2 separate regions of the Rattus norvegicus genome follow, and region 1 is linked to region 2. The links are chromatin contacts, called in public Hi-C maps. All regions are on one chromosome and are shown on one strand. Each heading gives the region's core, a stretch centred on a gene start, on an enhancer-like site or on the middle of the called end of the contact. The rest is flanking DNA. Distances are from core to core; before and after follow the strand shown. Region 1 overlaps Wdfy3 (WD repeat and FYVE domain containing 3). Region 2 has its middle 24 kb from the start of Wdfy3.

What was found. A called contact is a pair of places that touch in the nucleus more often than the background predicts.
Region 1: a contact with region 2 is called in a Hi-C map of kidney, with 2.3 times the contacts expected there. The contact joins two enhancer-like sites. A contact is called at or near these places in 5 of 12 Hi-C or Micro-C datasets (frontal cortex, kidney and liver).

Annotation. Positions count from the first base shown.
Region 1 is chr14:8,021,752-8,028,411 of GRCr8, reverse strand. Wdfy3 (WD repeat and FYVE domain containing 3) reads right to left here. Exons shown (of 66, transcript NM_001170551.3): 17 at 4,740-4,852; 18 at 2,258-2,489; 19 at 1,163-1,263; 20 at 822-1,040. Among named protein-coding and RNA genes, the nearest start is that of Wdfy3, 110 kb to the right of the region's middle. Within about 2 kb of position 4,756, at least 1 of the 93 cell types and tissues checked has an H3K27ac peak or open chromatin away from gene starts, as enhancers often do. A contact at or near this core is called in kidney, where this site is marked.
Region 2 is chr14:7,884,018-7,891,188 of GRCr8, reverse strand. It overlaps a transcript of Wdfy3 not described here. Among named protein-coding and RNA genes, the nearest start is that of Wdfy3, 24 kb to the left of the region's middle. Within about 2 kb of position 1,293, at least 11 of the 93 cell types and tissues checked have an H3K27ac peak or open chromatin away from gene starts, as enhancers often do. A contact at or near this core is called in kidney, where this site is marked.

The DNA of each region.
Region 1 (6,660 bases), core at 3,507-6,006, 130 kb before region 2:
CCACGATGCAGAGGAAGGCATACTGCACATCCCACAACCCGTTGCTGGTCTGGGATCACCCTGCCAGAGCCCCAGGACGGCAGCTGCGGGGAGCGGTGCTGCGTGGCACCGTGTACAAAGTGTCTGCTTCCTGTGAGAGCGCTGTCCAACAGACACCTCCTCTGCCAGCACGGCCTAACTCTCCCCGCTGACTGCAGCGCAGCGCCAGTCAGACAAGCTACAGAACCGCAGCTTCCTCACAGGTAAACACTAATATTACAGGACACGAGAACCTTCTGCGTTAGTTACTGCTTATTTTTGAAGTTATAATTTAATCACATAACTCCCTGCCCTTTCTTCCTCTAAACCTTTCCCCTCCCGACTCCCCACTGCTCCTAGATCCTTCCCATTTCCCTTCTCAATAAATTACTAAGGATAGATTTTGACAAACTATAACAAAAAAGAAACAAAGGGTTATACGAATTTCATTTTCTCATTCGTCTAACTGAAAATTAATGTCCTGCCTTTGTTTGTAGTTCTTGGTGGTGCTGGGAGTCAAACCCAGAGCCAAACACACGGCTGCACATATTTTTATTCTTCCTCTGGGCTAGAACACACTCCCAGCCTTCCTCGATGTTTGTAGCTGGGCAGAGGACAGTGAGAGCAGAACCGAGAAACACACACAGGAGTGAAGTTCAAAGGCCTCAGGGGTCACAGTTACAGACCGAGGGGTGTGAAGAATGTCATAGAGAGTACGGAGCTGGCATGTGCTTAGCATGCATGGAGCCCTGGCCTCAGTCATCCAGCACATGCATAAAAAGATATGAGTGTCAAGCACTGACCGTAATTTTGGAGCAGCTCCTCCTTCGTGGAGACGATTAAGGACCGGTCTTTCGCAGACAGAACGATGGCAAGGCACACATAATGCTGCTCGGATGAATTCGCTCGCCGCACAACAGTGAGGAGTCTGACCGGGTGGTTATTTGGAGGGGAGCTGAAGTGTTCGATGCAGAACCAGCAGGAATAGCTTAGGCCAGAAGGCGGGGGGAAGAACCTCTCGCCTGGAGTCAGAGGAGAAAGCCAGGGACAGAGCCTTGTGGCACACATCTATGTTTTTAAATGAGGCAACAACAGTACATAAATTGTTAGTAAAAATATCTACCGGAGAAGGAATGATACTTACCAGAGCCAATACCGCTGACCACGGCCCCATCGGTAAGACCTGTCGTGACGGCATTGTTGGTAGGGGCGTTGTGGGGAGCCAGGCTGGGTAGAAACAGGCAGCTAGAAAAGAAAACACAGCTCAGTTAGAGATCCACTCTGTCGTAACACAACGGACGTGCAGACCCTCAATTAATGACTAAGTATGTAACTGCAGCTAGATCAGAGATTATAGAACAAACCTGGGGACCAGGCAAAGCCCTTGCTCTCTTTTAATAATGGGAGAATATCAAACGGTGTACTTTAAAACCTCTAACAGTGCCATTTAAACAGCGAATCATTTAAAACTTGTGGTTATATTTGCATATGTAAATGAAACATACAGTCTTCATAACAAACATGCCAGTCGTTTCGTTATCACAGAAGAAACGCCCTGTAACTCTTCTTCATAATACAGCCTTGGACATGTGTGTGCACGCTCTGAGCTAGTGGGCCTGACAAGTTTGGTGATTCACTCTGGGGTCCTTGTGGCTGCCTCTGTAACTGGAGCAGCCTCTTGATATTTAAGGTTACTTGTCTGAGGCCACTGGTGTCACTGAGATCTCACACGGCTGAAGACACAGTCCTCGACAGTCTGGAGACAAGGTGACAGAGGCCAGTCAGAGCTGACTCCTAACTCTATCCGTCATCTGTATCTCACGCTGACACCGCCACAAGTTGGCCAGCTTTCTGGATGGAGCCCCATGAGACCCTTGCTTGGTGCAGAAGACTTCCTACTAGGGTGACACACTTCTGCCACTCAGCAAAGTCACAGGAATGGACTGCATGTGACATGGTAAAATGTCCTCATCCACAATCACACTTAAAAAAAAGGCCTTTCTCAACCATGGAACGTCAGTTATTAACTCCAGTATTACACCAGCATAGTCAATATGATAAATGATTCAGAAAGCTGAACTCGGAAATCTTAAAAACAGCATGCTCACAGAACCGGAATCACGTGAGGACACACGCCATCGTACGGATCACAGAACGTGTCAGCCCAGCAATTTAAACCCGAAGTCTATTTGCAAAGCTCTCATGAGAGCAAGGCCTGGCCCCCTTGTAGTTTCCTTACCCAAAGCCTTCAAGGGATGTGTCAAATTCAACGAAAGCTGGAGTAACAGATGAACCATGAAGTCTGATGTCATGAGGGGTTGTCATGGAGACGAGACACTTCACCCTGGTCAAGGGCACAGTGCTTCCTTCTGCAGACTTCACCAGACTTTTGCTTATCCGGTAATGGTTATCTTCATGTGAGCTGAAAACGCTGTCGGAGCCCAGACCTTCCAGAGAGGTGACCACGCTACCTGCGTGCGACACAGAATAACTTGGGGAATGCTCAGAATTTTACGGTAACTTCACCTGACTGAGCTATTTTCATACGCTAGAGTTATTTCCAATACCAAGGACACTTGTGCAGTGGTAATGGTGCTTGTCCCCTTTCAGACTCGAAGAACTTGTTTTCCCTTTTAAATTACGATCAAAGCCATGTATACACTGCAGAGACATCAGACACGAGTGCTGACAGGAATAAAAGCAGCACCCACAATCATGGCTTCAATCTCAGTTGGGGGGGGGGCTCTTACTTCACAACACTGCTTATCATTTCTCTTCGGAAGGAAGGCATTTCCCCTAGAAGCACCAGAACAGAAAGGAATTTGCTGTCTCAGGGATGAACGCAACACTCACTTCTCCTGCCTTCCTCTGTCTTGTGAATCCTTAAATCTATCACAATAAAAACGACCGTAAAAACACTGTGCGTCTACGCACGCACGAGTGCTGACAAGCAGTCCTATCTTTCCAGAAACGTCTCAAACCAACAGAAAATGTTCTCTGTGAAGAACCGCACCAGAGCACAAACCATTTCCCTTCAATGTGTCTGATACTGGATCAACCACAACTGTGTTCTAATACTCTTTCAGGGACTACCTACTTTGTCTCTCTTCTTAAGAAAGGAAATTAAAACTCAATTCTAAAGGACTGGGTATAATACAAAAAGGGCAAACAGGACATAAAGGGATGTATATTAACGAATATGAAAAGCTATCATATCCTGCCTTCCCATGAAACCATGCTAGAGTAGCAATGGCGATCCCTGGCAGCAGGGAGCAATGGCTGAGGGCTGATACGCCGACTTCAGAAGTCTCCCCTCACAACTGCAGGGAATGATGAGAGGCACATTTCTGCCTTTCAAAGCTGTCATTGTGAGCTTGGAGGATGTATCTCAGGGATAGAGCAGCGGCCTAGCACAGGGGAGGGCCTTGGATTAGTCACCAGCACATCAAAAACCAAAGGACAACCCAGGGGAAGGCAGTCTCTCTGACTTCCTATGAACTGTCCTGCATGGTGCACTGGCATTAAATACTAATTTATTTATTCTAATTCTACCTTAGCAGCCTTTCCACCACGCTGATCAAACAGAATCTCCGGAAAAAGAAAATGTACAAAACCACAGAATTAACCATGGGAGGAAATCCAAAAACCATAGGATTAATCAGAGATCCAGTGGTAGGCTTTACTAAGACACTGCCCGCCAGTTTGGGTGGATGGTGCCTGTTGGTCTGCCATGATCCTGACAGAGTAGGCAGGGCCTACGTTGTACTCACTCCCTTGGTCATTTTTCTTCCCTCTGCGTAGTGTGACATCTCCTCGGAGGCTACTCAGCAGATCTACCACAATGTCTAGGGGCCCTATCTCCCCTTGTCTCCCTTATTCCTCTATTGTTCCATCCAAACAATCCTGCTGGACGAGTTGTTTCCTTCATGTGATAGATCACAGCACAGCTCCCTTCCAATCCCAGGACACCTGCCTTCCAATCCCAGCACATCTGCCTTTCAATCCCAGGACACCTGCCTTCCAATCCCCACACACCTGCCTTCCAATCCCAGGACACCTGCCTTCCAATCCCAGCACACCTGCCTTCCAATCCCAGCACACCTGCCTTCCAATCCCAGGACACCTGCCTTCCAATCCCAGCACACCTGCCTTCCAATCCCCACACACCTGCCTTCCAATCCCAGGACACCTGCCTTCCAATCCCAGCACACCTGCCTTCCAATCCCCACACACCTGCCTTCCAATCCCAGGACACCTGCCTTCCAATCCCAGGACACCTGCCTTCCAATCCCAGGACACCTGACTCCAGAAGCCACCTAGCTTCCGTTCTTCCCTCTGAGGCATGATTTGACTTCTTTGTTATGCCCTGCAAACAGACTGCTGCATTTAAACAGCGTGATCATGGACATTCCCCAGTCCAGGCTGCAAAGGCCACTTGGGAGAGAGATAGAGAGAATCCTCTGAGGTGAAGGAGTGTGCTCCCTCCCCTACACCAGGGGCTAAGCTGCCTGTCTCCTTACACTGCCCATCACTCCTTACACACCCCAAGTGTTCTCTCACTGGGTTAACCAACCTGACTGTATGTCACTGACTGAACAGCAGTGACCTCCTTTCTTTATAATAGTTCTCACACAGACCCACCCCCAGCCACGTGGATTTGAGTGACAGACAAAATGAACCATAACCATGACCATGACCAGGAAGCTCCGAGCTCAGCTTACTTCTCATGTCCGGCTCGAAGCTCAGCGAACTTGGTTTGTGAACCCTGTACTGTTTCAGCAGCTTTTTGTCCCACGCACCACAGTTCAGAGGGCTTGCCAAACGCAAAAACTCCCTGAGAAGAGAAAGCAAAGGTACGCTCCACTGAGATTACAGACACCGAGTCAAGGGGTGGGGGATGATGGACTGTAACGAGTAGTTATTATGACACGACATATGATGTTAATTTCATATTACAGTCACCACATAAGCTGTGCATCTACTATGCACCCCAGAGGACCCCAGTCCCTTACGTCACCTTCTACCCAGCAACACTGAAACAGGCTTGGAGTCTTCCATTCACTTTGCTTTCTACATTCATAAAATCCCCAAACCGTGCTAATCTGACGTGCCTGTCCTCGGCAGCCGTCTAAGGGCACCCAGACTGAGCGCCCTGTTTCTGTGTCTAGGAGCAGTCTGTGTCACCTCCAGGGGCTCCCACCGGGTCCCAACACCATCTACTCACTGTCACTGTCCTGCTCAACACGTCAATGGCTGCTCGTTCCTGGCACATGGAAACCCCAGTTCCCCACAGGCTGCCAGGGAAGGCCACAGTGACATGAGAGTGACATGAGTTACCTTCCACACCCCTTCATTGCACTCCCTTTTCACCCACCCACAAACTGACTTCTTATGACGCCTGTCTCTCTCACTGCAGAGAGACTCCATGTTTTTCCCCAATCCAATCAGGATACTTATCTTCCGTATTCTACTTCTAAACTGTCATTCTTCTAGAAAGCCAACCTCCCTACGATTTTTGGACAAGCTGCCCTTAAATAAATTCTACAACACTGCTACTATGGAATCTACTATGTGGTATTTTAGTTTCCCACTTCTTCTGTGAGAAAGCTCCTTCTTTATCTGGTTACCGATGTTTTCTTACATCTCAGATGAAGGGTTCAAGTTACGATGTGTCAGACTAGGGGAGCAAGGCCCCATGTCTGTAGTGGCTATAAAACAAGCTACTTCTGTTCTTGTTCTAAGCACCAGAAAGACTGCAGAGGATTGCAAAGGGTAGGAGACACAGTCCGTGAAGCATGTCCTCCGAAACAAGGTGTGCACACAAAGCACACTGGCTAGCAATGGCACACGTAGGATTCCTTCAGAGCCGGGCACGTAAGCTGCCATGACACCGCATAGGATTCTGTTCGACACGTGTTTACGTCAAGTATTTTTCTTAATCAATAATAACTTTGGAATGGGCTTTAAAAAGCACAAATAACACCTCAACCATGTTTTTGTAAAGCCTTTAAAGTTTCATACCATGACAGCACTTCAACGGAAGGCGAGAGCAATCACAGACACCGTGTATGGTCTCAGAACAGCAGCCCACAGGTGTATTTTTAAAAGAACGGAAAAGGTAATGTATGACTACATTTACTTGGCTGTATGATTTTGAAGTAAACTGAAGGGTTTTTTTTTTTTAAGATTTGCTTTAATTTTATGTATATGGGTGTTTTGCCTCTAAGTATGGCTGTGCACCACACATGTGTTTGGTGACCAGAGAAGCCAGAAGAGAGTTTCAGATCCCCTGGACCTGGGTTAAAGAGAGTTTTAAGTCCCAATGTGTGTCTGCAGGAATAGCAACCAACGCTTTTACTGCTGAGCCATCTCACCCCCCCCCCCCACACACATACACACACATTTAAAAACTAACCAGGTTCCATTTGTAAAGACAGCATTTGTCTCGAGTGAAAACACTTGCCTTCTTCATGAGCTAGAGACATACTCAGTGGAAGAGTGCTCGATTCTCAGAACACACATATGCACACACGTGTGCCCACTGTGATAAAGGAAAAGTACCTATCTACAAATGTCACGTGTTATATAGGACGTGTGCAAGCAAAACATTTCCAACATGACAAAATCATGGAGCTGGAAAGG
Region 2 (7,171 bases), core at 44-2,543:
CACACTGGCTGAAGAACAGCGGGAAACAGGCCCATAGGAACCTCCCGTCTGAGATGAAATATCAACTACACCAAGAAGAAACTGCATACAGGAAGAGGAAGCTGGGCTGTGCTGGTACTGACCATGTACGATTCATTATGTGTTGACATACCAATGATGTGTCAGAAACTACCTTGTCACATGATCTCCACTCCACTAAGTACCAAAGGCTTAAGAAACCAAGCAAACTGAGGCTATGGGGAGGAGCTCAGCTGTCAGTACTAAGAAGAGGATCTGGAATGAAAAGGGCTGGCGAGGAGGTTAGACAGGCTAGACGACCTGCACACAGCAGAGAGAGGAGCCTTACCTCTGAGCTTTAATTCGGATCTTTCACAGTAGTAACAAAGGCCTCAGAGCATCGGTTCTCAACCTGTGTGTGGGTCTCAACCCCTTAGGGTTCGAAGGACTCTTTCACAGGGGTTACCTAAGACCTTCAGAAAATACAGATGTTTACATTACAATCCATACAGTAGGCAAAATTAACAGTGAAACGACTCTATGGTTTAGGGGGGGGTCACCACAACTTGAGGAACTGTACTACACAGGGTTGCAGCATCAGGAAGGCTGAGAGACACTCTAAAGGGACAAGACCATACATAGAAGGGTCGGGCCGCTAAGATACCTCTGTAAACGCTCATCTAGTGGGAAGTGGCAAGAACCACTCTTTAAGTCTACAGTGCCTTCCCACAGACCAGCTCGCTGACTTACAGCTTCTAAGCCCAGCTTCCAATCTCACCCAATGCCGGACTGAAGTCCCACTGAAGCCAGCTCTCCCTGGGCCGGGAACCAGGTGACGCCCCACCCTTGCTGCAGTAGGTAGGGCAGCACTGCTCTGTTGTGGACCGTCAAGAAGAATGATGCGGAAATGACGAGGGGCCTTAACACCAGGTAAAACCACAGGGCACACTCAGGTAAAACCACAGGGCACACTCAAACACACTAATACACAAAGGGAAGCAAAGTTAAAAAGTTTAACTAGGGGCTAAAACTTTAACGGGGAAAAAAAAAAAGAAAAACCTTTACTGAAAAGCCCCAAGCGCATGAGACCACTCTGACGGAGAAATAAAACCCAAACCTTGTTCGCACGGGAGCACTAAACACAAACAGCAGCCCAGGAGTCTTCAGTGAAATCAGCCGCTTAGATGGTCAAACTATAACACATTATGTAAGATCAATAACCCAGTATTCATGAGCTGCTGTGTTCGGCCTCCTGGACATGATGCCTTTTGGTTAAAGAGTAATGGGAGGCAAGATCCACATGACTGACAGGTGTGAGTGCTTTCCCTCTAGACTTAACAGCCTCTGCAGGGTCTGCATTGAGGTCTCCCAGGGCCCTTCCCCAGAAGTTAAAAAAAAAAGCAGGAACTTCGGGGTTTGGGAGTCTGAAGACTAGAAGCGGCTGGCCTAGAACTGCAGGTGGCAAATGGTGGCAAATGCCCAGGATGGGACTAAAATGCTCGCTCCAGATCTGAAAGGTCTCTGTTGGAATTTGAGACATCTAGACTCAACCCCCCCTCCCCCACCAAAGTCCTAAACCAACCGGGTTGAGTAAATAAACTACAGGATAAATCCTTGCTCAGCCAAACGAAACAGTAAGAAACACCGTTGGCTGCGTTTTGGGTGCTAAATTTTTAAAATTCTGAAAGACTCGCGTTTCTATATATAGGTATGCAGAATTTATATTCTAGACCTACCGATGTTTTGCAAATAAAGACTAATGAGGCCATACAAAAATTAACCTAAAAAATGTCTTGTATAAAAAGGCAAGGGGAGAATGAATGAATGAGCTGACCCTCTGTAATGAACCCCTACGTTTAGCTTGTGGTGATGTCTCCATCTCTTTGCTACTGTAGCATTTCCTGAGCATGGCATCAGTGTGGGGGATAAGGCAGTGGTGAGATGCATTGTGGGATTGGGGAGATGTCCACTTGGGGGAAGTAGATGAAGAGTCTCGGAGTCAGCACGTGGCTCTGCACTTGACCACTCACATGGATTTACTGAGCACCCATACACACAGTATAAAATCCTCAGGGTGCTGCCGACTCCGCATCCTGGGAGCCATGACTCACCTCACCGCAGCACCCCAGGGTGTCCACTACCCAGTTATCAACGACAGACCCCATTCTCAGCAATTCCATAATTTCACAAACATTTACACACTGAAACCGGAGCTCTGGAACTGAAAAGAGATCCTGCCCTCCCCTCCACACCCCAGAGACCCTGACCTAAGAACAGGAGACTGACTAAGGAGCGACTCTCTGCTCTAACCCAGCAGACCACCCGTGGACCATAAGAGGCCAGGGAGGACGCCATGCTTTGAGCCTTCAGGAGGAAGCCAGGAACACGTCTCTGCCCCTGCAGAGAACGCAACATGGGCCAAAAAAATCTCGCACTCAGAAATCAAAGTCCCTACAAAGGACACGGACTGCTGCTCTCCTCTGGCCTCTCTGTAGCCTGCCCTTTCCTTCTCTCTCTGTACACAGCACACATCCTCCTGTCTCAGCATTAACTCTCCTCTCAGATCTACAGCCTTTCCTCTCCCCAACAACTTCACATGTCTTCTCTACCACAAAGCGTTCCTCCCACCCACACAGCACCCCAGTCCTGCCTTTATCCTCTGAACCAACCCAGCCTGTTCCTCTATGGTACCTACAGCCCTTCAGGGACATGGGGGAACCCACGGCTATAGCAAACACTGTAACAGCGCTCAGAGTGGCTGCTGTTGTCCATGTAGCTGACGACGGCACGCGGTTGGCATCAATGCCTCCACTGTACCATTTGCACCAAGTTAGAGAGCTCTACAACCTTGCAGTGTGCACCACAGCAGACAGAAGGTGCTCCCTGGACAATCAGTGGCCAACAGAGAAAGGACTGGAGGAGCTGTGGCCAGGTCAAGTGGGCCTTTGTCTCCACCGGGGCTGACTGCTTTCATAGAAATTGGATACTAACTCAAGAAATTCGAGGATTCTATGCAGGGGGGGAAATGAATCTGTGAAAGGTTTCACAGTTTTCAAAATTTACAAAGAGAATTTATTATGAAAGGGGCATCTATGGGGAAACTGGGGTAGAATGGAGCTGAGATCATTACAAGATCACTGTAACCCTTCACCAAGCAATCAGGGGGCTGAAAAGCATCTTGGGGGGCGGGAGGCCAATGAGGAGTAATATTTAGAAGATGAAGGCATTAGGACTGAGACATCTGCGACTGTGGATCTCAGGACTCCCGAGGAATGGGTGACGAATTCTGGGTCTCAATCTCGTAACCGCACAGGAGATGAAGCATAAAAAGCTAAGAAGGCAGGCACAGTGGATAAACTCTGGGGGAGAAGGAAACCAGGGAGGTTTCAGACATGTTGAGGTGGACAGGCCTGAGCAACCGCGCAGTGGCTACACACGGACTAGCAGTTGGATATCAGCATACAGATGTAGAACTCAACAGTATGGTTTGGGCTGGTTCTGCTCTGTTTTAATTAAATGGCAGTTGGATATGGTAGACTCCAAAAGGACAGTACTGCTAACAGTCAGGAAGGCCAGCCATCAAGAGGACAGTGCAGACCAACGGTCAGGAAGGCTAGCCATCAAGAGGAGGAGAGTGCAGAATGGATTCTACAGAGACCAGGTCTCAAAATGAGAAGAAGAAAATTACACATCTACTATTTCAAAATGTTAAGTGAATGACTAGGTGTCAGATATGTTTCTCCTTGTGAAAACCTAAATATCACCTTATGTTAGCATCAAAAAAAAAAATCGTATCTTTACAGGCTAACAAATAGTGCGTAATAAAAAACACAATGGTAGTCACAAATACCAAACATGCTTTAACCAAGAACACATGCTAAAAAGCAACGCCACGACTGCATTTTCCTGTAGTGATTTTGTTTTAACACAGACTGAGGGTAACATCAAAGTCTACACAGTTAAATGTATTCAGTCCATAAATGCCCCCACCTACGGCAAATTATCAAAATAACAACTCAGTAGCAGAGAACAGACCTGCTGTTTGGATTTTTCTCAAGTTTTCTTGTATTAGCCATCCTAAATCTAGATTAGGTTGGGCAGTGAGTGAAGGACTAGACTGAAAACAGCATTGCTATTCAGCCTCCCTCCTCCTGAGGGAATCTGCACATCCTGTTGTCACCGGAAGCCAAGTCACCCCCCTGGCACTCTGGATTTCTCCAGGTAAAGGGGGCTTCTGCAGGAAATCCTGACTAATCTGAGATCAGGGTTCTTGGGACTCCCCGCCCCATATGCATCAGGGGATCACTAAGGCGAGGCTCTGTTTAATAGTCTCTTCCACTCGATTCTAAGCTCTGCTGTTCCAAGTGTTTTGCAAGCCGCCTGCCCGAGATGCATGTTATGAGTGTCACAAAGAATCAATGACCCAACAGATGAGGTTACACAGGTGCGTCTGACATGGCAGGTACTCGAGTGTAATTATTCAAAATTGTAATCTGACTCCTTACATATTTTACAATTCCTGCCTAATTGACAATATAGTATTCTAAAACTATTAGACTAAATGTATTTAACTAATTAAATGTATTTTACTATTAAACATTAAATGCACGGGGGGGGGGGGGGGGGCTGGAATGATGGCTCAGCCATTCAAGGCGCATACTGCTTTTCAAAGGACCTGGGTTCAATTCCCAGCACCTGAGTCATGAGTCCCACAACTGCCCGTAAGGCCAACTCAAGGGGGTCCCATACCTCCGGCCTCTTGGGGTGCGTTTGCATACACGTGCATGTGTCATAAAATTTAAATAAGTACTTTTAAACTTTAAGTGTTTACAATGAATATATATATAATTCAACACAACACTTCGCCTACCCTAGAACTATACAGCACTTCCCTCGAACTTGCCACTTAACCGGGGCTAGCCTTAGACTCCTGGGCGCCTGCCTCCTCCTCCCAAGTGCTGGCACCACGCCTGGCTTTAGCTTTAGAACTGTTAAAAAGGCCTTGGTAAAATCTCCTCAGTGCAAAGTCGAACAGAAACCCAAGCTGCATGGCAACTTGGGATTTTTTTTTTTTCCAAGCCTGAGCAAGAGCTGAAACAGAAATTTCTTAGCAATCTCCTTACAAAGAGCTAACTTCCCAACATGAAAGGTAAGTAAGTCCTAAGTCACGAGGAAAATCTCTGAGGATTACGCTACGGCTATCACTGTGAGACAGGTAGCTGACAGCTGAGACAAAAATGGGTTCTGAGAGACGTGCGTCCTAAACTTCCTGCTGTCCCAGACACTACTGAAAACATGAACTAAGAAGCCAAAGATATTAAAAACACATGCTCACATGGATATCGACACAATAAATGGCTAACCAACAACAAGAGGTGCTGGCCCAGGAATGGCGACACTGCTGGCAGTCGTGCCAAACAGTACAGCAGCGTGATCAAGTTGCCTCGATACTTCCGATAGGGCCTAAAAGTTCGACCTCTGCATATGAAGTCAAGGAAACCAGACCTGCATGCTGAAGGCAAGAATACCTGTACTCCTAACTAACCAAAACCTGTATCAATCACGAACAGACAAAAGGCAGGACCGTGCTTAAAAAAAAAAAAAAAAAAAAAAGCCATAGTGTTAGCGGTTTGTTGGAGCTGGTTAGTACCAGCTAAACAGAGCCCTTGGGTGAGTTCTCGTGTTGGTTTATAAAGCTTACTATGGGCCATGATAACTGTTACTCTAGAACAATTGCCACAGTTGTTCCCACTGACCAGCCCACGGCTATTCCACTGCTCTACATACAGCACAGGCATTACACTGAATGCACCAAGTTACAAAAGACAACATCCTGTACGACCATGCATCTGGATGGTGCTCCCCAGAGGACATTAACGGTTGCCAAGGACTTGAGGACTAAGCGGAGAGGCATGAAAAGGCCTTCCTAGGGACACACAACAGGCTCCGCTTGTCTGTACTACAGACCACCCAACTGCAGATACAGGTAAACTGTCCCCACGTGGCGATGACTGCTAAGTAAAACCCAACCTGAGAAACACTAAAGCGGTCGGTCGTTAATTTGTGAATGGTGCTGTGGGTGCAGACTAGATTGGCTATGCAGAAGGGGGCTGGAACTCAGAGCAAACGCCAGACAAGCAGGCTCTCGGAGACGTAAGCGATGGAAAGGCAGGGGACGTGTGCAGTGGGATCACAGAGAACACTAACTCGGGAAGGTAGGTGGTTGTGGGAGGGATGCCGCAGGAACGGCTTTGCGGTTTGCCTGCAGAGCTGTGTGCATACCTGGATCACCCCAGCAAGCCCCTAAAACATCCGTTACTCGTCTACCAACGGCTATCACTGGCTCTCAGTTTAGACCGTCTGGGGTCCTAGACTTTCACTAAAGTTGCCTAATTCCTCATCTGTACAATGGGATCAACGTCTTCCTAACGTCTCATTGAGAGCGAGTGAATGAACGCTCTACACGCCACCTGTCATCCACTCCACCTTTACGTGGTACGCTGCTATACTCCCGATCACAGACATCAGACACCAGACACAATCAGGTGGAAAGCACACACGCTAACTTTTAGTTTCTGGAGACGGTGTCACGTGCTCCTCGGATTGGCCTGCAACCACAAGGCCTAGCTATTTATTCTCTTTTTTTGGCCTCCCCAGGACTGGGCTAATGGGTATGAATCACCACACCCAAGTATGATATTTATTCTTTTAACTATGATGTCCATTTGTTCACCATCCTTTGTGGTTCCGAAATGTGGGTGGGGGTGGGGGAGCACCAATGCAGGCTGCATTCTGAGGGTAGTTTCTGGAAATTCCAGGACGCCAGTGAACGCGCACACTAGTGATACTGAGGATGCCAGACGTAAACACGGAAGGCTTGCAAAGTTCGGCGTCTTCAGAGTACAGGCTCTCATCCTGGAATATTACGCTACTGTTTAACTGCCTTTCCTATTTTCCAAGTAACTTCAGAGCCTCATGTTTCCCAACTCACAGCACATTTGTAGAGAAATTTTTCTGTTAGAAGCATATTTTTACATGAATGGGTTTCAACTAAGGAAAAGAAACTATTTAAAGACCGGTATTTCTAGTTCCTTGAGGCAGAACTGTTCGAAGTTTAACACGTACTGATTTCGAATACCATTAGTTCTCAAATCTAATGCAACACGGATCTTTT